Linked DNA regions of Sus scrofa: regions 1 and 2 are each linked to region 3. The links are chromatin contacts, called in public Hi-C maps. All regions are on one chromosome and are shown on one strand. The core of a region is the stretch at or near the end of the contact, and the rest is flanking DNA. Distances in the headings are between cores, read along the strand shown. Region 1 overlaps INO80 (DNA helicase INO80). Region 2 has its middle 13 kb from the start of VPS18. Region 3 holds the start of CHAC1 (glutathione-specific gamma-glutamylcyclotransferase 1).

Region 1 (3,870 bases), core at 1,353-3,852, 43 kb before region 3:
CCTATCTCTGTGTATTGACCTACAGTTGATTTTCATTTTGTTTTTGCTTACCTGTTTCATTTTGAGTAAGTTTAAAGAAAAATAACCTTCCTTTTTCCTGCTTTCCTTTTAGCCTTGTAGTAGTACAGTACAGTGTGACAAATGATGATAGTGTGCAATCCATTCAGCTGGCAGCTCTCAATTACAGTACTTGTCCCACCTGATAATGAGCCTTTGAAGTTTCAGATACTGCCTGCTGGATGCTGATGGCCTGCAGAGCCATAATTATCCTAAGTGCAGGTTCTCATTATAATATACAGAGTCTGGTTACTGCTCTCTTCAAGGAGAAAGCCAAACTCCACTAGTGACAGCTCTGCTGAACTCCACCCTTTATTTTCCTTAGGCTTGGAGATAACTGAGGAATAGAGTAGATCTTAATGTCTGCAAGTCAGAACAATTCTGAATTTTTGGCCTTTAATTGTGTAGTGTGTTAATACTTAACTTTTGAATTCTTGGGAAGAAAATTAAGCACTTGTATTTAGGTTACAGTTTTTGTTTTATTTCTGTTTTAAAGCATGGTTTACTCCAGATATAAAACAATTTAGCATAAAACAGTCCATTGTTAAACATAAAATGCCCTCTGAGAATTTTTGCTATTGCATTATCCTTTGTTTTGGTTTACAGTATATACTTAGACCAATAACTTAAGTCGAAATTACTTCTGAATTCAAGAGCCTGTTTAACCAACAATGGAAGAGAAGAGCTATTTTGTACCTACTTTAGTTCGTTACCTTGGAGCAACTTGTGAATGGCCTAACCTTCCTGCTCACCTAACAGAAGCTTTTGGCTGATTCTTAAATTGATTATTTGAGACATGTATAAGCATAGTAGTACCTCCTAGCACTCCATATAGCAACCTTGCCAGCTGATTGTTTTCATTTCTTGATTTTGAAATCAGATGAAACATGTTTCACTATGACCTTACTTGGTCTAACCCTCAAAGATCAAACTGACAAGAATCTTATACACAATATCTATAGACTTTATGTTTTCCACAGGGTGCCTATATTTTCTCCAAGCATTCCAGTGCGTCAGTGATTGGGGCACATTGGTGTGGGATGGCATGAGTTGTATGTTGGAAGAAAAGCCATTAAGTAATACGTCTTACTTACTACGGTTTGAGGGTTTTTTCCACCACTAATAGGTTTGATAATTTGCATTTGATTATCTCATTTATAGCAAAGATATTTTTTTTTCCAGTAACAGTTGGGACCTTTATATATTATAATGCCTATTGAGGAAAATTTGAGAAATACTTGGTAAGGAAAGTAAAAATCATCCATAGTCCCATCACTGTTAATATTTTCGTATATCCCTCTAGTTTTCAATGTGTTATATAGTTATATTTGTATGTTGGTACCATATTGTAGGTAATGATTGTGTCCTCATTTCTTCCACATAAGAGTATATCATAAATATTTTCACATACTATTTAAAAAGTCTTTGTCATCATATTTTTAATGACCGGTATTCCATTACACTAGATATACCACTTTTTATGTTGTCAAAATGTTGAGTATCTTTGTTTATAAAGCTTTGTCATCTTTTTGGATCATTTTCTTAATATAGATTAAAACAAGAGAGTTTATTGGGTGAAGGAGTATGAATATTTAAGACTGCATATTCACAGATTGCTTTGTAGAAAGTTCTGATTTAGATTCCACCCAGAGCTGTCATATGTTGACTCCTAATAACTTGGGCTTTTGAGTTGCAGAGCTACAACTTTTCTTCTATCTGAACCAACTCCTAGAAAACTGGACTGTGAGTTCCAGGGCTCAGTATATTTTACAGCGACTTTTTGGTAGGAAAAAAATCACTAGATATATCTAACTTATTACTTCTAAAATCTCTTATTTAACATGTGAAGCATTTACTTGGGCAATCCCGGTAGCGTGCATTAGTTTTGAAAATCTTCACTTTAAAAGAAGGGTATTTTCACCATTAAATTTTACTAGATCTACTTAGTAAATAACTTGTTTTAAGCTTTCCTGAGTAACCTTACCTACAACTTGAGTATTAAGGAGCGAAGAGTTTTATTTAGATTCAGTATTTGAGGAACCATCATTTTAACACCTGCATAGTAGGCAAAACAGAAAAACAGACTAAAGTGTCCTTCCCTTCCTACAATGTGAGGTAGATGATTAGAGATAGGATTATGACTAGGAAATAATCTCCTTCTTATGTATGGAATCTTAACTGTCCCTGTGCTGATCAGAAGCTTGTCAGGCAGACCCCTCCAAATAGAAGGAAGGTTCTCAACTTAGAAATCTGAGTGGCTGTAGTAGGCCAATATAGAAGGGGGAGAAAAAAAAAGAAAAAAACAGGTGTTTTTGAAAACAAAAAAGCATGCCTTGCCAAATATTTTCATTATTATTAATGAAAAGACATCAAAAGGAAAAAAACTGTAGTTTCAACTGGAAAGCTGTGTGGCTCAAAGGTCAGCCAGAGTAAACAAGAACTCCTATAAAAAGCCATTTACATTCCCTTCATACAAGATTTATTTATGAGGGATCCTTCCAGGAAAGAGTCTGACTGAGACTAAAGACTATTTGGCCAGGATGTCCTGACTGGGCAGCATTCAGAACATGTGACCAGTGCGTGATCCTAGAAGCCATTCACAAGGTCTTTGCTCTGGGATGCCTTGGCCTTTGTTTCCCTTCCTCCTACCCTATGACATTATCTGATTATCTGATTACTTGGGGTGACCCTTTGGGAAACATGTGAAAAAGTGAGTGTAATGTGGATAATTTCTTGGTAAACATATAAAGCTCCAGTGTCTTCTTTCATTCTGGATCTCTTAGTCATTTCAGCTAGTCTTTACTGCAATCAGCTATGTGCCCAGGACTATCTGTGTATTTTGATGCAGAGTAACCTCAGGGACCATTTACTAAAGAAAAGTAAGAGTGAGACCTAGGAGTTCCCATCGTGGCTCAGTGGTTAACAAACCCAACTGGTAACCATGAGGTTGCAGGTCTGATCCCTGGCCTCATTCAGTGGGTTAAGGATCCAGCATTGCCATGAGCTGTAGTGTAGGTTGCAGGCATGGCTTGGATCCTGCATTGCTGTGGCTGTGGTGTAGGCCAGCAGCTGTAGCTCCGATTCAACCCCTAGCCTGGGAAACTCCATATGCCACCAGTGAGGCCCTAAAAAGACAAAAGACCAAAAAAAAAAAGGTGCGAGACCTAGACGTGGCTTTGCTATATGATTTCATAGACTCCTTCACAGACCTCCTTTGATGCCTGGTCTCTAAGGCTCAACAGACCCTGAGTTGAGATTCCTTTTTAACCCTCTAGAGGGCACCCAAACCATCATATTGCCCTCTGGGATTCTGTTTTCTTCCTTTCGATCAGCCCCTAAGACATTAATTCTCATTGTTAATATTAGATTCATTAAGTAGAAAGCAACCATTCAGCAGTTCAGTTTAGATGTTTTTTGTTTACAAATGATCCAACAGTGTAATATAGGATAGACACTAATTTCTTTGATTTTAATAACCCAAGGTTCCCATAATCCTTATTTTTCTATTATAGAATGATAAAATTACACTAAATGCAGCCAGACATTTGCTACTTACCATCTGCCTCATCATTAATAGGCATCTTCTCAATACATAGTTAATATCCCCCCAAAAGCATTTTCCACTGTTGCGTTTTCTAAGTTTTGCTACTAAGTCATTTTTACCTCAATTCCTTTCTCTGGTGTTTTTTCTGTATATAGTCCCTATTTGTGAGTGATTACCACATCTGGAGACTTAACTCTCTGTCTATCCAGACTATGGAAATAGCCCGTAGTTCTGCCTCTACTCTTTCTATTATTATGGATCCCAACTGC
Region 2 (3,742 bases), core at 818-3,317, 44 kb after region 3:
GTTCCATAGCATTCTGTGGCTTCTGAGGTTTCTGCAGCTTTGACTTTCTGGGGGCTGTGACCTAGGCAGTTTCAGGTTCTGGGCTGAGGAGAGAAGCCAGATAATCTGGTGACGGAAATGGAGTAGACCATGTCTGGGCTCCTAGTCTGTGGGAGGAAGCAGGTCCACATTACAGCAATGAGACTGGGCCTTGGCAGAGGTGATGACCTGGAGAGACGGCACCTGCCTCCTGCCTCTACACCTGGGAAACACAAATAGACCTTTGGCCATGGCTGCCTGGAAACCAGGCATAGCACCCACCTTCCTGGGGGCCAAACCAATGCCCCTTTCTCCTTTTCTGCCAGGCCTGCCCGGGCTTGTTCTCACTGGACATCAGTTGCTGGTCACCAACCCAGGGCCACTCTAACCTCCAGGACCTCATGGTTCCTACAGCTCAGCTCAAGGACTCCTTCAGGGTGTGAGCTGAGAAAAGGCAGATCTGCTCAGGAAGAGGAAAGCACCCGATAGGGGACATTCAGCAAACTAGGGGCTTAATCCCTTTGGAAGAAGAACCCCACTTTGTGCCCCTTTTATGGGCCATCCCTAGACCAAAGTTTGCCCTTCTGCTTCAGTTTTCCCTTTTGGAAGCTGGGCCTAAGAATGAGGTCTCTCTCCTGGTGGCTTTAGCACGTATAGCTCCCTGAATGTCGCGGGCTCCATGCTCTAGGGGGAGGAGAAAGCTGAGGGTGGCCCAAGAACTGGAACTATCTAGCATCCTCCTTCTATCCCACTGCCCACCCCAGGCCTGCCTCTGACCATCATCCACCCTCAACCTGCTGCAGGGCCCAGCCTCACTCCACATAAGCAAAGCTGCCAGCAGGGTCCTTTGTGGGGCTGCTCCCGTGTGGCACTGCCTAGGGGCCCCACCATGGGGCAACAGATGGACCTATGGTCTCTACAGAACAATGGTGGGGGAGGGGCCCTGGCATCGCCTGCCCCAAACAGGAAGCGCTGCATGAGCTTCAAAGAACTGGCAGGGCCAAGGGGCTGAGTGGCTGGAGCCAGTGCCAGGACTGATGGCTGCCTGAAGAGCTGCCCGCCAGCCTAGGGATGCCCAGCCTGCAGTGGGGGTGGGGCTGCAGTGGCAAGGACAGCTGGGTCTTGGGCAGAGGACGCTTTGCACCCTCAGGGCTACAGCCTCTGACCTGGAAGCAGGCTGAGGGAAGGGGCTCCGACACAAGGCTGTTTCCTGGCTCTGCTGCCACCCACCAACGGGGCTGCAGGTTCTTTCCCAAGCCACAGTGGGTATGGCTCTCCGACAAGTAACCATGAGGGGCAGGGCTGGCACCAAGCCTGCTGCCCGCTCCCTGCCTCCTGCTCCCAGCTGCTCTGCTCAGAACCTTTTCCTCTCCACTTCCTGTTCACACAAGGGGGGGCGGGAAGTGGAGGGAGGAAGTTAGGGGGAGGCGTGTAGGGGGGACCCATTGAATAAAAGGAATTAACCGTTTCCCTCCTCTGACCTCTGGGAATTTCCGCCTGTGAAAGTGTCTCGAAGAATCTGCAGAGCTGGGGGAGTGGGGAGGAGGACTGCCCCTCATGTTCCCCACCCCCCCCCCCCGCTCTCCCCCGTAGTGGTGGGGCCAGATAACTCCCTCTCGGCCCCCTAACCTTTTGTTTCCCTGGCGCCAAGGGGAGCAGCACCAAGGGACGCCTGGAGCCTGGTGGCCTCAGAGCCCCCTCCAACCAATGGGGTCGTTGCACCCGGCCTCCCCGGGGCACAGGCAGGGCGGGAGGGGGTAGTGCAGGAACTGCCGGAGTTGGTGGTCCCAGAGTGAATGGGCTTACACTAAGGCTGACCAGGCTCTGAGCCAGGGTCGGTGCCCTCGGTGCCCTGGGGACAGGAGAAGGGCAGGCACACCCTCCGGGGGCCACTCCCCCTGGCGCAGGGGAATGGAGCGGGTGGGTTTGGGAAGTCAGTAGACAGCGCCCCCTAGTGGCTGCTGCCGACTCGGCCGGGCGGCCCCCCAGGGCCCTCTCAAGGGCGGGCCTCAGGAAGCACCTGCTCCCCAGGACCAGTGGCCGCCCTGCATCTCCCCCAGGTGGCTTCCTTGTTTACAGGCCTCCTGCCCTGATCCCAGCGTCACTGCCTGTGGCCACTCCTCCTATTTCCAGTGACCGCTCCAGGAGCAGCTCATTCATCTTGGCCCCTGCCCACGCAGCTGCTCCCCCACCCCACCCCTCCTGGCCCTCCCCCAGGCTTAGGGCCAAGGCCCTGAGGACCTTCTCTCTCCCCTCGACACCGGGCCTTGCTTGGTTTCCAGGGATCTAAGAGCTGTAGCTTCCCGTTGCCCTGACTCAACGGAACCCCATTCTGTCAGCACCAGAGAAGCTTGGGGCTTTTTTCCAGGAAAGAGGAAGCGGCCTAGGACCAGATGGGCAGGCTTAAGAGAAGACAGAAGGGGCAGGGGTGTCCCAGGCTGTCTTAGCCAAGTCCTCTGGGAGGAGGGAGCAGTAGGGCAGTGTTTGTTTAACTAACAAGTAGTAGGCACCCATTATGTGCAAAGACAGAGGCCCCAAGCTGTTCTAAGCCAGTAACCAACCCCGTGGTGGGCCAAGGTTTATACCCAGTACTGACAGTGGGGAACAGAACCTTGAGCCCTCTACTAGGCATGGGGAGAGGAAGGGACCAGGAGCCCTCCAGATCCTCCTGGAACAGGGGAAAGGGAACAGGATTAGGATGCCCTGCACCCACCCAGTGGGACTCTATCCCCCATTTGCTCCCACTTTTGCTTCTGGGGGAAGATGAGTTCGAGGCTCATCAAAAATGGGCAGCTTGAGGCCCTCTCCCTTGGCAAAGGCCGCGAAGAGACCCTGCTGTTCTAGTGGCTGGGGAAGAATCAGCAGGGGAAGATTCTCCCAGGACTATGGAAGTAAAAAGTCTTGGAAGAGGATTAGGCTGCAGGGACAAGAGACCTCAGTCTGATTCCAAGAACACTCACTTGTTATTTTGTTTCAGTTTGGGTGCCTGATAGACCACACCCATTAAGCTGGGCAGTGGACTGTGAACACCAGTCCATGGAGCAAAGGGTGCTCAGCTGATGTCACAGGAAGGCCCTGCTCCACGTCTCCCTAGGGCTTAGCCTCTAGCTACAGCTAAAGAAGTGTAAGCTGGGGGCGGGGAGGGGCAGGTCACAGGAACTCAGTGGGAAGAAAACATTTCTGCCAAATGCCATGGATGGCAGTACTGGCAGTCTCACCTCCATGCTGGACCTCAACATTATGGTTAAATGCCAGCGGTAGGTAGGGCAGCATCAAAACTGTGGAGTTGGAAAGCAGGGATTCAGGCTGGCAAAAGAGGTGAGCAAAATCTAGCATGCATAAGGCCCTTGGGAGGGAGGAGGAATGAGGGGCTTAGATTAATGGTCAGGCAGTGGAGGTTCAAGAAAACTCTTGGGACAACTAAGGTGGGAACAGATCAAGGAACTAGAGAAAGTGACTTGAGAAATCAGCGCCCCCAGCTGCCTGAGTCTGAAGGGTTCTGTGGGGAGCAGCACCACCTGCTGGCCAAAGGGAAGAACAGTTCCCCCTCTGAGACTTAGGAGGGCAGGCCTGGATTCCCAAGTGAAGCCTCGAATCAGAAAGGATAGAGTGGAGGACCAAGAAGCAAGCAGAAAAGAGCAAAACTGTCCCGTCACATCTCCACGAGAAGGAATGAGGGCCACAGCTTGAAAGCATGCAGGGTCCTCGTGGCCGCCCTGTGGCA
Region 3 (3,949 bases), core at 536-3,035:
TAGCCACCGAGCACTGCCTCCCGCACATTCAGGTACTTCAGGGCCTCATTCACCTGCTCTCCACGCACCTGGTACACCACGCCCCAAGTGCAGCCCTAGGAGAAAACATGGGCACCGAGGTCAGTCACACAGCTCCTTCTCGGCCCACCCCCCAGGACTCTGCTCTGTTAAGGAAGGTTGACAGAGGGCTGATGAGCCCTCTAGTAGAAATTCATCAAGCCCCCATTCTCCCTTAATAGGGTTTTGATAAGTTGGTCTCAAGAACAGAAATCCTATTAGAGTAATGTCTGAGAACCATTGGCATCACCTGTAAGCTTGTTAGGAATGAGTTTCAGTCCACACTAAATGTTATTAAATTAAAATCTACTTTTTTTTTTTTTCTTTTAGGGCCACGCCTGCGGCATATGGAGGTTCCCAGGCTAGGGGTCTAATTGGAGCTACAGTTGCCAGCCTATACTACAGCCACACCAGATCTGAGCAGAATCTGCGACCTGCACCACAGCTCACAGCAATACCAGATCCTTAACCCACTGAGCGAGGCCAGGGATCGAACACACAACTTCATGGTTCCTAGTTGGATTCGTTTCCACTGCACCACAACAGGAACTCCAAAAACCTACATTTTTAAAATTTTTATTTTTTTGTCACACCCACGGCATGTGGAAGTTCTTGGGCCAGGGATCCAACCCATGCCACAGCAGTGACCTGAGCCACTGCAGTAAAAATGCCAGCTCTTTAACACACTGTGCCACAGCCATAAAAGAACTCCTAAAATCTACATTTTTAACAAGATCCTCAGGTGATTCTTGTGAGAAGAGCTTACCAAGACCACCCTTCCCCTCAGCCAGAGGGACATCTAATCTAGGCTGCAGCCAAGGACCCACATCCCTCCATGCTGGGTTTCTCTCTTGACTCTGGCACTTACCTCACAATCTTCAAGGAGGGTTACCACACGACCAGGCTAAGGAGAGAAGAGAGGTTGGGGGGTGGGGGTGGGGGGGAAACAAGTTAGGAATGAGCTCTGCCATCAGTGGTTGAAGAAATCCTTATTAACCCTTCTGTCCCAGGCCTCAGAGAGCCAGTGCAGGAGAAATAGACATGGCAGTGGCTCAGATTTGCAATCAAAAATATTCATCAATACGGTGGTCGACAGGATCAGACTGGAGCCATTATACAGTGACCCACTAGGCACAAAAATTTAAGCCAGAACACCCGCCCCACGCCCCCCGCCCCCCCGTCCCCCCAACAGGTCACATTTCCCCCATCAGGATGGAGTCACCCTCTGCCCAAACGGGCCCGGACATTCCAGGGCATGGGTAAGGAGCCCACTATTCTGCCCCCAGCCTCTTCATTCACTCGGGCATGGTTGCATGCTCACCATCTTGTCACTGCCCCGATGGAAGGTGTCTCCCTGCCAGAAGCGGCGGCTGTAGCCGCGCACGAAGCCCACCCGGCTGTCGCTGTAGGCGAAGTCGGGCCTCCACACCAGGGAGCCGTACCCGAAAATCCACAACGCTTGGGGGTCGCTGTCGTCCTGGGGGTGCGGCGAGGGGGACGGTGAGGCTGGCGGGGTGTTCTGGGCTGCAGACTCTTGCTTCATGGTGCCGGGCACAGGGACGGGCCCGGGCGGCCTCCGGGGCTGGTCTCCGGCGGGGGCACGGAAGGACCGACGGACGCGCACACCTGGCCTGGCACCGCTTGGTCGCTCCAGCTGCGCGGCCCGGTCCGAGGCACCCTTTAAACCCTCCGGCCAGGAAGCCCCACCTACCTTTGCCAGCTGCCGCGGTTATTGGGGCGGGACAAATCTCTTCTGGCCAATCACCTTCGTACTTTGCTGCTCGGTTAACCGCGGAGCCCTCTGAGTGGGTAACTGCGCGGCCTGTCCCAGGCCCAGCTCTCCGGCTGATTGGTTCAGCTCCACCTCAGTAGCAAACCTTGAGGAGTGATGCAACGGCGGGGGAGGTTTCCCCAGCTCCCGCATGCAGCAAGGGTGCCTCGGATTGCGTCAGGCGGCGGGCAGTGGGCACGGACACGGGCACCGGTCGTCTCGACGGCAGCCCCTCCATGGCCTGGGTCCCTCGGGAACCATGGCGGTCGGGCCTCAGGCCTGTATCTCCCAAGCAGTCCTGCCGGTGCACCTGGCGGAGTCACTGCCACCTCCGGCTGCACGAACTCATTACCAAGGCCAGTGCAGGACACATCCAGAAGGAGCGCTCTGGGCGGCGTAAATGCCCGTCTCTGGGACTTGGCCTGGGAGCATGTACCCTGGAGAAGCTGTTGGAGGCACCTCCGCATTCCGCACAGGTGCCTCACGCCGTTGGCGCGCGTGAGCAAGTGGAGAAACTGAGTCACGGGGTTGGCAAGGGGTTTTGCAGAGGCTGCGAGAGACTGAGTCAGACCCGGCGTCCCAAGCTTATGGGCCTCACGTGAGGGCTACGCCCCGGGCTAGGAATGGGACGCCGTTGAGCCCAAATAGTCTCAAGGGAAAGCGGGTCAGAGCGCTTGGAAGTGCCGTCTTCATTTTGAAGGTAGTGACCGGACCTGCAGAGAAAAGCCATAAAGACAGGAAAGCTGGGCCAGTTATGCCTCAAGGCGATGGGTTTAGTTCTGACCCGACAGCAAGGAGGGTCAAATTGAGGCACCCAGAGGACTGTAGGGGCCCTTTGCCCTTGGCTACTGGCTTCCCGACCCACAGAAGGTCCACAGGCCACCTGAGGTTAACTTTCTAAGCAGCGGCCAGGGGCTGTCTGACTGGAAAAGGGAAGCAGAGGCGGTAGAACTGGCTCCGAGGGACTCCTGATAGGAACAGGGTGAGGCCCCTGGCAGGGAAAATGACAGTATTGCTTCTCATACGGTTCTAATTAGATATTTAAACTAAAAATTATCTGCACACTGAACCATTCCAAAGGTGCCTAAGATATATTTTCCAGTAGGAATGTTGGACTATGGAGTGTATAGTATGAAGCTAGATCTTTAAAAACAAAACAAGTAACACATTAATATTAGTAAAAGATGGGAGTTATCTTGTGGCACAACAGTTTAAGTATCTGGTGTTGCTTCTTCTGTGGCTTGGATTGCTGCTGTGAAGTGGGTTTGATTCCTATCCTGCAAACTTCCACATGCCACAGGCACAGCCAAAAAAAAAAATTAGTTAAAGAAATAATGTACCTAAACTGTTAGCAGAGCCTGTCACCAGACTAAGACTTTCCATGTTAAAAGTAAATATTTGTGGAAAAATTTGGGTAAAAAACCCAAAAACGAGGAGCATGAATAATTTTTCCAGTTGGAAAAAATACAGGCAAATGGTCATTTCTGGTTATTTTTCTCTTTCTCTCCATTCCCCATGTTCAGTCTCCCCTCTTCTCTTCTCCTCTCTATCCTGTCCCCTTTAGTCCATTTGAGCACCTCCTTTGCTGCTAGCTGCTTAGGAAAATATTCCCCCCTCCATCTACCACCTTGTGAGTAGTGGGGTGGAAAGTGGGAAACTGGTACTAACACATTGCTGGGAGTATCTGTATTGACAAAATAGCCCTTTGAAAAAGCAACTTGGTGATACAAATCGAGAATCATAAAATGTCCCTGCCCTTTGACCTAATACTTCCACTCCAGGAAATTATTCAAAATATGGGAAAAGCCAAATTCCTCAAGATTTTTCAGTGCATTGTTATTTACTATACTGCCGCATCCAGTGCTGCAAGGCAACGGGGAATCCTGGAAGAGGGATGTGCAGGTGCCTAGGTTTTAGCCCTCATGATTTTTATTAAGAAAGGTGATGCGATTATTAGTGGGATTAAGGAAGGTGACAAGATTAGTGGGCAGGAACAGGCATAGGCAATAACAAGGTTATCTTCTTAGTGATATCAAAGGGGGTATCCTTAGGACATAGTGCAGCTGCTTATAGAATAACATGGTTAATACATAAGTCCTTTATCTTGTCTTTGAAGGAGAC

Evidence for each region. A called contact is a pair of places that touch in the nucleus more often than the background predicts.
Region 1: a contact with region 3 is called in a Hi-C map of skeletal muscle, with 2.5 times the contacts expected there. The contact joins the enhancer-like site here to the promoter of CHAC1 in region 3. A contact is called at or near these places in 15 of 47 Hi-C or Micro-C datasets (alveolar macrophages, embryonic fibroblasts, fetal skeletal muscle and 7 more) and 2 of 2 datasets of contacts at active chromatin or transcription factors (alveolar macrophages and skeletal muscle).
Region 2: a Hi-C map of skeletal muscle shows a contact between it and region 3, with 2.0 times the contacts expected there. The contact joins the enhancer-like site here to the promoter of CHAC1 in region 3. A contact is called at or near these places in 11 of 47 Hi-C or Micro-C datasets (embryonic fibroblasts, heart right ventricle, liver and 4 more) and 1 of 2 datasets of contacts at active chromatin or transcription factors (skeletal muscle).

Annotation. Positions count from the first base shown.
Region 1 is chr1:130,317,854-130,321,723 of Sscrofa11.1, forward strand. The region is part of intron 28 of INO80 (DNA helicase INO80); the gene reads left to right. Among named protein-coding and RNA genes, the nearest start is that of CHAC1, 44 kb to the right of the region's middle. Within about 2 kb of position 2,603, at least 7 of the 83 cell types and tissues checked have an H3K27ac peak or open chromatin away from gene starts, as enhancers often do. A contact at or near this core is called in skeletal muscle, where this site is marked.
Region 2 is chr1:130,405,309-130,409,050 of Sscrofa11.1, forward strand. No RefSeq gene overlaps it. Among named protein-coding and RNA genes, the nearest start is that of VPS18, 13 kb to the right of the region's middle. Within about 2 kb of position 2,068, at least 35 of the 83 cell types and tissues checked have an H3K27ac peak or open chromatin away from gene starts, as enhancers often do. A contact at or near this core is called in liver, mesenteric adipose tissue, retroperitoneal adipose tissue and 2 more, where this site is marked.
Region 3 is chr1:130,361,547-130,365,495 of Sscrofa11.1, forward strand. CHAC1 (glutathione-specific gamma-glutamylcyclotransferase 1) reads right to left here and starts at 1,786. Exons shown (of 3, transcript XM_021084905.1): 1 at 1,379-1,786; 2 at 926-961; 3 at 1-95. The coding sequence starts at 1,786.